Regions from separate parts of the Rattus norvegicus genome. Here regions 1 and 3 are each linked to region 2. A link is a contact called in public Hi-C data. All regions are on one chromosome and are shown on one strand. The core of a region is the stretch at or near the end of the contact, and the rest is flanking DNA. Distances in the headings are between cores, read along the strand shown. Region 1 overlaps Wwox (WW domain-containing oxidoreductase). Region 2 holds the start of Maf (MAF bZIP transcription factor). Region 3 has its middle 130 kb from the start of Dynlrb2.

Region 1 (3,417 bases), core at 863-3,362, 930 kb before region 2:
GAGTTTTAACGACTTTAAAGATAAAAAGCTAGAAACTACAAAACTAGGCATGGTTAATAAATAACCAGAATAGCAGGTGTGTGGAGATGCATCTGTGTAAAACTGAAATAAAATATATCTCTAGGTTGTATTTGGAAATAGCTCTTTGGGGGAAGCGGGTAAAAGTTTTAAAACAGTGAGCAGAAAGGTTGCTTTTATTTTTCCAGGAAATTCTTACAGAAAGTGCTCCCTAAAATCCACATATGTACACTAAATTATTCTATGAAATAATGTTTATTAGCAAGATCAGTGTCTTGAAACACATTTGTCTACCTGGAATATTTGGAGAGCATTCACAAACATCTTCTGGTCTTTTCTCATGCTTCCTTACTCAGCTCCCTTTCCTGGCTCTCATGCCCAGTGCTTGCTTGGTTGATGAACTGCCTTAACAGGCACAGAGGGCTGGTCTTTCAAGAAGACAGAATTGTGTAGACAGAATTGTGTTTCAGTAATACTATCATTTTCCCCTTCTTTGAACACTCAGAATTTATGAAATATGACCCAGTTTATCCTGAAACCTCTCTGTGAAACCAGGAGGTGGAAGAATGAATGCCAATCTCCAAACAGCAAGTGAAAGGCCCGTCATGGGGCTTATTGCTTTGTCCCAGATGTGTGAAGCTCCTGTCACCTCATTGGAAGGCTGGATCCAGCCCATTAGCTCCACCCCTACCCCCCACCCCTATCCTGTCACAGGCAGTGCTGGGGTATCGACTTTCCTAGCACATCTCAACTTGAGTTCTTAAGCCCAGCAGTTTAGAAACCAAACACACATTAATTAATATGAATAATGACTCAGACGAGTTGTAGGCCCCCAGAAGAAGAATGTATAAATGGACATATTTGCACATATGCTTTTGTGTCCAAAAGGAGATAAATGGTGTGTTGAACACAATCCCGTCTCCTCTGTGAAGGGCTATTATTGTCCCTGATTTTTTTTCCAACTCCCCCAAAAATAATAGGCCAGGAACATCTCACACAAGGCAGCTCTCCACCCCAATCACTAGAACTTCAAAGGTAAGAGATCTAAAAAAATAAAAAAAACACAGGCCTTATTTCTGAAAGCTCCTGGATTGTAAATGAAGTCTAATTATCTGCCTTCCCTGTGGCTGGAGTGAGGAAGCAGACAGAATATTGTGCACTTCTGTTTATATTATTTCTTTCTAAATGAAAACACTTGCCAAGCGTTCAAGGCAACTTCCGGCTGTGCCACACCTTATGTAAGTAGCCTGTTTTCTAGAAGGAAGGCAGCATCCTGCTAGGTAGGTCCTGTCCAGTGGCTCTCCTATCAGACCTGTACTGGATGAGAGCAACATAAATAAGCTTACACATCCTCCCAACACCTTCCCTGGAAAATCGTTTTTTAAGGACTTGGGATGGGCGCTTTTAACCTAGAAGCCAGTGACTAGGAAGCTAGATAACCCAGAGGATCACTGGCTGACAGAGTTCAGTAGCTTGCTGAAAATGGCGAGGCTTCTTTTTTGCTCCAGCCTAGGGAAGTTGCAGGTCCTGTGGTCAGCAACACCCTCCTTCCCAGTCCTGGACATTCCTTCCAGATCTTGCTAGCACACACAGCATGTAGACTGAAGGCTGGCAGGAGCCCCAAGCATTTGGCCAGGAAGAGGCAACTAATTCCAGCTGGCCCACGTGCTGCGCTTTAAAAATTACCCAGATGAACTGATTTTGTAGAGAGTGGTTAGAGAGGACTCCAGGGCTGTGGGGGTGGGAATCCGGGTGCAGATCCAGCTTTTCTTCAATCACGAGCAACATGATTGGGAGACAGACAAGGATTGGCTCTGTGGACCACATTACTTTGGTTGAATGCAAGAGACAAGAGATGGTCTTCCGGTAGGAAGGTTTACCCCTTCCAGACCCTCACACCACAGGGTCTGCTTGAGTATCATGTTAGTTTGTGCCTGAGAGGTATGTCTTCGCCAACAGCAGCTTCCCAGAGCCAGAAACAAGAGACTTCAAGTTTGGGGGCAGGAGCTTCTGTGGACGTGAAAAGACTGCCTCGGAACTGTAAGGCATCTCTCCAAACGTACTTGGCCTCCCTGCTCTCTAGTTCCCCGTGGACAACTGACAGGCCGGGTTCTCTTGGCCCAGTGCCCAAGTGAGTTCTTGGCACACATCAACATTGTATATCGCTTTTGCTTCAGAGGAAAGTCTGCTCAGTGACTTAGCTACTCTGTCAAGGCAGAAGTCTCTCTTCTGTACTCATAAAACTTCATTTTAACCTGAGAAAGAGAAGACCAAAATGAAACAGAAACTGAGTGTTCTCTCTTTTTTATTCTTTCCTCAGAGGAGGTGCTCAGAATCTCCTCAGTCCTACCCGAATGCCCTGAAACCAGTGAGACCATGTGTTTCACTGCCACACCTGTCTAGCTCCAGCAATGTCACATTCACCAGCTGGCTCCTGTTAGAAGCTAGGAGCTGAGTAATTATAATTTACCAGAGGCCTGTTTTATGGTAAGACTCGGGCCCTGTCTGTTCTATACCACTGTTGAACACAGAGGAGAAGCAAGATTCTTCTAACAAGGACAACGTGATCTCGGATGAAGAGGTCAGCCCTGATAGTATTGCTACCCATCCACCCAACAGTGAGCAAATGTATTGGCTGCACTAGTCCATGTGCTGATAAAAGAGAACATTAGTGATTTCTCCATGGTTGCTCTGTTTTTAAAGAAACAATTAATAGTAATAATGTCTAAATATAAATTCATTTTCTAAGGATCGGGGAGGTGGCTCAGGCGGTAAATTGCTTGCTGAATAAGCATGAGGACCTGAGTTCAGATCTCCAGAACCCCTTTAAGAAAGCTGAGCACTTTAGCTTAGTAACTTTAGCTTTGGGGATGTAGGGACAGATCCTAGGGTTCCTGTCAGCCAACTCAACTGAAATGCCACATCCTGATTCAAAGAGGTGGGGGGGTCATATAGAGAGAGTAGTAGGGGAAGATTCCTAATGTTGACTTCTAATCTCCACACTCAGATATGTGTGAGCATTACTTGCACACATGTACATACACACAATACAACACACACATACACATGCACACACACAAACACACACACACAAACACAAACACAAATATAAAACTATACTAAAGAAAAAAGCAAAGACTGGAGAGATGGTTCAGCATTAAGAGTACTTATTGCTTTTCTTTCAAAAGACCCAAATTTGGTTCCCAGCACCCATATTAGGCAGCACATAACCACCTGTAACTCTAGCTCCAGGAACTCTGACATCTTCTTCTGGTCTCTACAGGCATCTACACAGCACACACACACACACCACACGCCACACCACACATATACACATACACACCACACACACACAAAACATACACACACCACACATACACACATACACACCACACACAC
Region 2 (3,446 bases), core at 331-2,830:
GTTGGCAATCCATGAGCCAGATACCCTTTCCCTCCCCAACTCAAAAGAGCCACCACCACCACCACAAGCTTGCTGTGTGTGTGTGTGTGTGTATGTGTGTGTGTGTGTGTGTGTGTGTGTGTGTGTGTGTGTGTGTGTGTGTGTGTGTGTGCGTGCAGGGCCAAGGGGAGCAAACTCGCCAGGGGAGGGGGCGAGGTGGTGGCGAGCGTGGCCCTGCAAACTGGCAAGCCCACTCAGGAGCCGGACCCCCACGGAGCATTTAACAAGGTGGCTAGCTGGGATCGCGTGTCACACTCACATGAAAAATTCGGGAGAGGAAGGGTTGTCGCTGCTCGAGCCGTTTTCTCGGAACCCGCTGCTCACCAACTTCTCGTATTTCTCCTTGTAGGCGTCCCTTTCGCGCACCAGCCTGGAGATCTCCTGCTTGAGGTGGTCGACCTGCTGCAGCAGCTGGTTCTTCTCCGACTCCAGGACGTGTCTCTGCTGCACCCTCTTGAAGCGGCAGGACTGGGCATAGCCGCGGTTTTTCAGGGTCCGCCTCTTCTGCTTCAGTCGGATCACCTCCTCCTTGCTGACCCCGCGCAGCTGCCGGTTCAGCTCACGCACCGACATGGTCACCAACTGCTCGTCCGAGAAGCGGTCGTCGAAGTGCAGGCCTCCCGCGGCATGGTGCGGGTGCAGGGCGCCCCCCGCCCCCGCCGTGCCCCCGCCGCCGCCGCCGCCGCCGCCCCCGGCGCTGGCCGGGCCACCGCCGCCCGCGCCACCCGCGCCGCTCGCAGAGGCGGACGCGCTACCCGCGGCTCCCGGGGCGCCGGCCGTCGGGTGGTGGTGGTGCCCCGTGGCGTGGTGGTGGTGGTGATGGTAGTGAGGTGCCCCGCCGCTCTGCGCGGCGGCCGCGGCGATCACGGCGGACACCACGGCGGCGGCGGGGCCCATCTCCTCGCCGCTGCCGCCCAGGGAGGCGCCGGCGCCGGCCCCCGCTGCCGCGGCCAGCTGCTGCGCTCCCCGCGCATAGCCATCGAAGCCACCCTGGAGCTGGTGGCTATTGCTGATGAGCGCCTCGACTGCGTCCTCCGGGCTGAAGCCCAGCGCCTCCGGGTTGAGCTGCTGCGGGTAGCCGGTCATCCAGTAGTAGTCTTCCAGGTGCGCCTTCTGTTCGCTGCCCGAGCCCGGGCTGGGCGCCGAGAAGCTGGGGGACGGGGGCACCGAGCTGCAGGGCGTGCTCATGGGGGTGGAGGACAGCGAGCCCCCGGCGATGAGACGGCCGCACTGGCTGATGATGCGGTCGGTCTCCACCGGTTCCTTTTTCACTTCAAACTTCATCAGATCGAAGTCATTAACATATTCCATGGCCAGGGGACTGGTGGGCAGGTCGGAATTGTTCATTGCCAGTTCTGAAGCCATCCTCCTGCCTCCGCCACCGCCGCCGCCGCTCCGCCAGATGGGCTGCAGGAGAGGGGCCAGCGGGCTGTGCTGGGTGGCCAGCGGGTGAGCCAGCTTGCCGGGCTAGGGCGCTTCTAGCTCGCGCGGCGGTGGCTGTGGCCCGAAAGCTCGAGCGTGCACACACCCCCCGCCCTGCCCGCAGCCCCCCGCGCCCGCCCTCCCTCCCCCCTGCTCACGCCAATGTGCTCTCTCTCTTTCTCTCTTGCTCTCTCTCTCTCTCTCCCGCTCGCCCCGGGCCCCCTCCTCGCCTGCTCGCCTCTCTGAGCTCCGATCCCGGGCGCTTCAGGCTCGGGAAGGTCCTCCGCGGCTGGCGGTGGCGGTGGTGATGACAGCGGCAGAGAGGATGCCGGAGGAGCCCGGCCCGGTGCGCGGCGTCCCCGGCTCGCCGCTCCGCTGCGCGCTTTGCATAAGGAGGGCTCGCCTAAGCCGGTCGGGGCTGCAGGCGGGGCGCGCGCGGCGGCTGCTCCGGGGTTGTGTGGCGCGGCGGGTGGCTGTCCCGGAGGCGCGGGCCTCCACACCGGGGTGGTTAACACTTCACGCTTCTCTCCTCTTCTGCCTGGCTCTTATGGTTACTATTATTATTTTCTTTTCTCTCTCCGGATCCCTCGCGTGCGCGCGCGCTCTCTCTTTCTCTCCTCACCCTCTCCCTCCGTGCAAAGTGCAAGACCGAGGTGCAGGCCGGCTGGAGGCAAGGGAGGGGGGAGTTTAGTTCTTTCTTGCCCTTTTTTTTTTCTTTTGGTTTTGGTTTTTCTTTTCTTTTCTTTCTTTCTTTCTTTTTTTGCTTTAAAGCAAAATGGCAAAGTCCTGGACCAAGGCAAGGCCGAGAGCAAAAGGGTGGGGGGAGAGGCCGAGCGGACAAGCAGCTCGAGCTACAGCTCCGAGATGAAAAAAGATTTTAAAGCCTCTGATCCAGCGAGAAGAGTTTAAAGCAATTGCTGAGTTTTATAGCACCCGTGACGTCAGGTTCAAATGGGAAATTGACTGGCACTCTCCGCCAATGGGAGGCGGCGAAAGCGGCAGCGATTAGCATAATAGTATAGAAACAAGGAAACTTTTCGGAGCTGTCAATCACAGCCCAATCAGCTGACTGTCAGCTGGGACAGGCTGGCTTAACCCTTGCGGCGCCGCTGCTGGGGCGCAGCCAGGGAGCAACATCCCCCACCACCGCCCCGTGCGAAGTTTAATGCACCAAGGGACAGAGTTTACTAAAAGGGCGGCTGGAATCCGATGGTAGGACCCGGGAGGAAGGTTTGCTTTCTTCAGAGTTTGAGAGAGGCCTGCCCGACTGAACCTCTGCTCTCACGCTGCAGCGAGCGATCCGCCAAGAACTCCCTGGTCCCCTGCTGGTCCCGCACCCTAACAAGGTGTATTCATTCGTCTTGCAGTTTTCGATCTTTGATTCACCCTCTGCATCCTTCGTGGCCGTTGAGGGGTGAGCCGAGTGCCTTTCTTCCCTGAATCGGACGCTCCGGGGGCCAACTTGACTCAACTCTTTGTCCCTCCGCAAGTGAGGTGATCAGATGGGGGCGCCAAGGGTGCGGGGACCCAGAATGCGCGCGGGGCTCACTGAGCGGTGCGCCTGCAGTGTTATTTTTTTGGATTTCGCGCGGGGAAGAAAGCCTGTATAACTCTTAAAAAACCAGGGGGCCTAAAGTGTGTAGGAACTAGCTGCCCCCTAGCATCCTCTATCATTGGAGGGACAGACAGAGCGACGGTGCCAGCAAGTTGATTCTGGGATGCTTTAAGCCTGAGCCTGGTTATCTCAGGCTCAGCCTTCAGGCTCAGGACTCTAGCCTGGAGTCTGGCTTCTGAGAATCATATTCAAATCATTTTCTCCTCTCTCCTTCCTTCTCTCTCTCTGCCCTCCGTGTCTCTCTTCTTTCCCCTTTCCAATCCACCACACTTTCCACTTGTGAAACCGGAATCCCGCTTGAGATGCCCCCAACATACACCCAGACCATACCATCCTCATATGAAATTTGAACCCTGTTTATCAGGGTCCG
Region 3 (3,691 bases), core at 561-3,060, 680 kb after region 2:
CCAACACATGGCCTGAAACGGGATGGGTTTTCAATGACTATTTTTAATAATATTTTTAATGAATGAATACAGTCGAATGAAGCCCTTTACTTTGCAGTGGGTAAGCAGGGCCCAAACAAACAAACTGGAGGACTCGGCAGGGTTCTCCAGCTGAGGGCTGGCTGTCCTCACAATGCACACGTTTGGACATGTCTGAGGAGATGGCTCCATTGACCAAGTGTTTGCCGAACAAGCATGAGGACCCAAGTTCAATCCTCACCTCATGGAACACAAGGTGTAGGAACACTGCTCTGTAATCCTGGTTCAAATGGCTTCAGGCAGACAGGCAGGTCCCCTGGAGCTCACTGCCCAGCCAGCCTACCTGAACCCCAGGGTAAAGGGCTGGGGAGACAGCTCAGTAAGTAAAAAGTCCTCTGTGCAAGCATGGGGACCTGAGTTCTTCCTGTAGAAGCCAAGCAGGGTGGTATATATCGGTGACCCAGTACTACGTGGAGGAGAGAGACAGATGGATCCAGGAGGCTCATTGGCCAACTAGTCTCTTTCTGGTGTTTCTGCTGGATTCCATGAGGGATGTGGACCCCCAAAAGTTAAAAGGCAGATGGGGACTGGAGTAATGACTCAGCACTTTGAAACATTTACTTAATTGCTGTTCTTACAGAGAACCTGAGTTCAGTTCCTAGCACCCACATCAGGCATCTGAGGTAACTCTAGCTCCAGAGAATCCAACGCCCTCTTGTGGCCTCTGAAGATCCCTGCACTCACATGGCACACACACGTGTGTGCACAAACACACACATACACACACACACACACACATGCATGTACACATACACATAAATTATATATATACACACACACGACACATATACATAAATTATATATATATACACACATGCATGCATGTACACATACACATAAATTATATATATACACACACATGCGTGTACACATACACATAAATTATACACACACACACACACACACACACACCACGCACACACATTAGTAACAGAGGAAGATACTTAACGTCAATCTGACTTCCAGAAGCAGCAGAATGAATAAGCATGAGCACACACACATACACACACAAATTGTTGTTGTTGTTGTTGATGATGATAACGATGATGATGGTGACAGTAAAGTAGACAGCTCCCAGGGAACATCATTAGCGTATGGGACAAGAACCCAGAGTCATGCATGTATATACACACGATATATCCCATCTGTTCATTCACCCATCAAAATAAGTGCAGTAACAAGGAGACAATGCTAGGAGAAGACAAAGCAAGTCAACATATCAGCATGATTACCCCTCACTTCCTTCCTGAGTGCTTTCCTGGGCCCGCTTCAGCTGTACCAGCAGCTCTCCCAGGAGGCTGGGTATCTTCACAGATGGATTCACCACAGGCAAGCCTTTGGCAAGGGTTGACTTGTTCTCATCTAGGTTGACACCCTGACACTGGGTCTCTGGGCTAAAAGATACTCATCGGAAACATGAGGCACTTTCGGTGTAGTGAAGCGATGGTGCTCAGTTTACTTCAGCTCTGCGAGGCATCACTAGTAAACAGTACCTTGTTGTCTATCTACTTATCTACATACTTATCTATTGTTTATAATTTTTAAAAATAGAAACCAAAGGAAATATGCCCTAAGGGAGGCTCGGGGACTGCTGGGACCTTTGGAGCTTTGTGTGTGGGGTTCCAGGCAGGGCTTAAGGGGCCAAGTTGGGGGGCAGCAAATGCGCTCAGAGAGGCAAGAACAAAAGCCCAGAGGGATGACCTCACCCGGGTAACAAAGCTACAGGCTGGCCCTCTCTGAGGCTGCCTCAGTTTGGTGCCAGCTTTTGTGACTACAGCTTAACAGTTTACACGGGTGCTGTGCAAGAGCACTTTCATGTTCTTTAACTCATTTGATCCCTTAACTCCGGGCAGTCAGGCAGGACAGGACTTACTCAATCCCTTCAGCCAGAGGAGAAGACAGAAGTCCAGCTTGCAAATCACAGTGACCCGGGCAGGTCACCCACTCAAGCTCCTGACCATTCTGATATCCTGTGCCGACATTTTCCCTAGCTTCAAAATAAAATGACATGACTTGCTAACGCTCACTGAGAACTTGTTCGACAGCAAACAGACACGGCAACGTGCCATACGTTGATAACACCATGGCAGCAGCAAGCATTCATTTCCGTAGCTGTGGCGAATTACCAAAAAGATAGTAGCTTCCAAGAGAAAAGTGTGGGATTCCTAGAACCCAAAGATCTATCCTTAGTGATTCTGGGTCTTTCTGGAGGCTTCAGAGAAAACCGGTCCCTTCTCTTTTTGTTCTTTTTTTTGGCTTCTGGCATGTGTGACACATATTCCGGCAACATCACCCCAATCTTCTAAGAGCGTCTTGCCCGTCTTCGCACTCCCTTCTCCCTGAGCCTGAGGAATCTCCCTTGCTGATGTTTTTACAAGGTCCTTTTGAACATATCAGTCCACCAGTAACCCAAAACAATTCATTACCTTCTATCTTAAAACCCTTACTCACTCTACAAATATTCATTTTTCCAAATAAATGAAGAGTTGGGGGCACTATGGGTTGGGACCCATGCTTATTTAGAGAGGTTAGATTCAGACTATCACAAGTAAGTGATATTTTATGCCCTTTTTTCTCCCAGAAATAAGATACTGGGGCGAGGAGAGAGCACACAGGTCAGGGCATGCTGCCAATGCAAACACTGAACAAATCTGGGTGCTGGTGTCGCAGCTGACGACACTGCTCTCTTCACTTGCCATTGAGAGAGGAAATCTCACCAAAGAAACAAACTAAACGACAACTCTAAAAGAGCCATGCCCTTGTCCCCAGACCTAAGATTCACACTACCTGGTGGTGTGGGGTCCACAACATCAGCCTCAGTTCCAGACTCATCTCGCTCTGGATCAAAGTTAGCCATGTCTGGTGGGCTGTCTTCTAGATGGTTCTCCCCAGAACCATCTCCAGGTAGGCACAGCTGAACAACATATTGGCCTACTCCAGTAAGGTGCTTTGCCCAATAAAGCCTCAGAGAACAATCTCCATCCTGGCGGAAATGGCCTGGGAAGGGGCTGGAGATTCCAGGCTCCCCTAAGGAAGAGTGGCAATGCCCGAAATCCTATGGCCACCTTTAGAGTCAAACAGCTCACTAACCAAAGCAGATGTTTGCACCCAACTACAAATGGCCTGAGACAAGTTGTGAGAGGGAGAGGGGGTTGGAGTTTCCAAAAGAGATCAACTATGACTAGGGGATGGCCCTGCCTTTCAAACACAGTCAAGGCAGCACTGGCCCATGAGTGCCTCACACTCAGGGTGGGAAAGCTTCAGAAAGCAGCTGACACAGGGTGAGAATGAGCACCAAAGCCACAGGAGAGGAGGACCAGGAACAAGTCAAGGGCAAGGTGGTTAAGAAGAGAAATAATTACTCCACAGGGTGCCCCTGTCCCTGGGTGGAGGACGAGGCGTCAACACTAAGAAATGATATGCCACAGGAACGCCCCCCAAAAAGAATACTAATCTTAAGGGACCTCCTTCATGCTCATACTAAGTAATGGAGGTGACACCAAAGAATAAGACTGACACCCAGAGGTCACTCCTGGGCTTAGCCATTTATTCTAAGGCCATTGGTCTTTTTTCAGGACTGAAGACAACAGAGTCCTTGCTGGCCTCTAGGGTG

The links. A called contact is a pair of places that touch in the nucleus more often than the background predicts.
Region 1: a contact with region 2 is called in a Hi-C map of kidney, with 5 times the contacts expected there. The contact joins the enhancer-like site here to the promoter of Maf in region 2. A contact is called at or near these places in 9 of 12 Hi-C or Micro-C datasets (the A7r5 cell line, Schwann cells, frontal cortex and 5 more) and 1 of 1 datasets of contacts at active chromatin or transcription factors (oligodendrocytes).
Region 3: a Hi-C map of Schwann cells shows a contact between it and region 2, with 9 times the contacts expected there. The contact joins the enhancer-like site here to the promoter of Maf in region 2. A contact is called at or near these places in 5 of 12 Hi-C or Micro-C datasets (the A7r5 cell line, Schwann cells, kidney and 1 more) and 1 of 1 datasets of contacts at active chromatin or transcription factors (oligodendrocytes).

The regions. Positions count from the first base shown.
Region 1 is chr19:59,688,764-59,692,180 of GRCr8, forward strand. All of the region lies in intron 8 of Wwox (WW domain-containing oxidoreductase), which reads left to right. Among named protein-coding and RNA genes, the nearest start is that of Trnal-cag16, 130 kb to the left of the region's middle. Within about 2 kb of position 2,113, at least 19 of the 93 cell types and tissues checked have an H3K27ac peak or open chromatin away from gene starts, as enhancers often do. A contact at or near this core is called in kidney and liver, where this site is marked.
Region 2 is chr19:60,619,776-60,623,221 of GRCr8, forward strand. Maf (MAF bZIP transcription factor) reads right to left here and starts at 1,581. Exons shown (of 1, transcript NM_019318.2): 1 at 1-1,581. The coding sequence starts at 1,404. The coding sequence ends at 295.
Region 3 is chr19:61,296,846-61,300,536 of GRCr8, forward strand. No RefSeq gene overlaps it. Among named protein-coding and RNA genes, the nearest start is that of Dynlrb2, 130 kb to the right of the region's middle. Within about 2 kb of position 1,811, at least 2 of the 93 cell types and tissues checked have an H3K27ac peak or open chromatin away from gene starts, as enhancers often do. A contact at or near this core is called in Schwann cells, where this site is marked.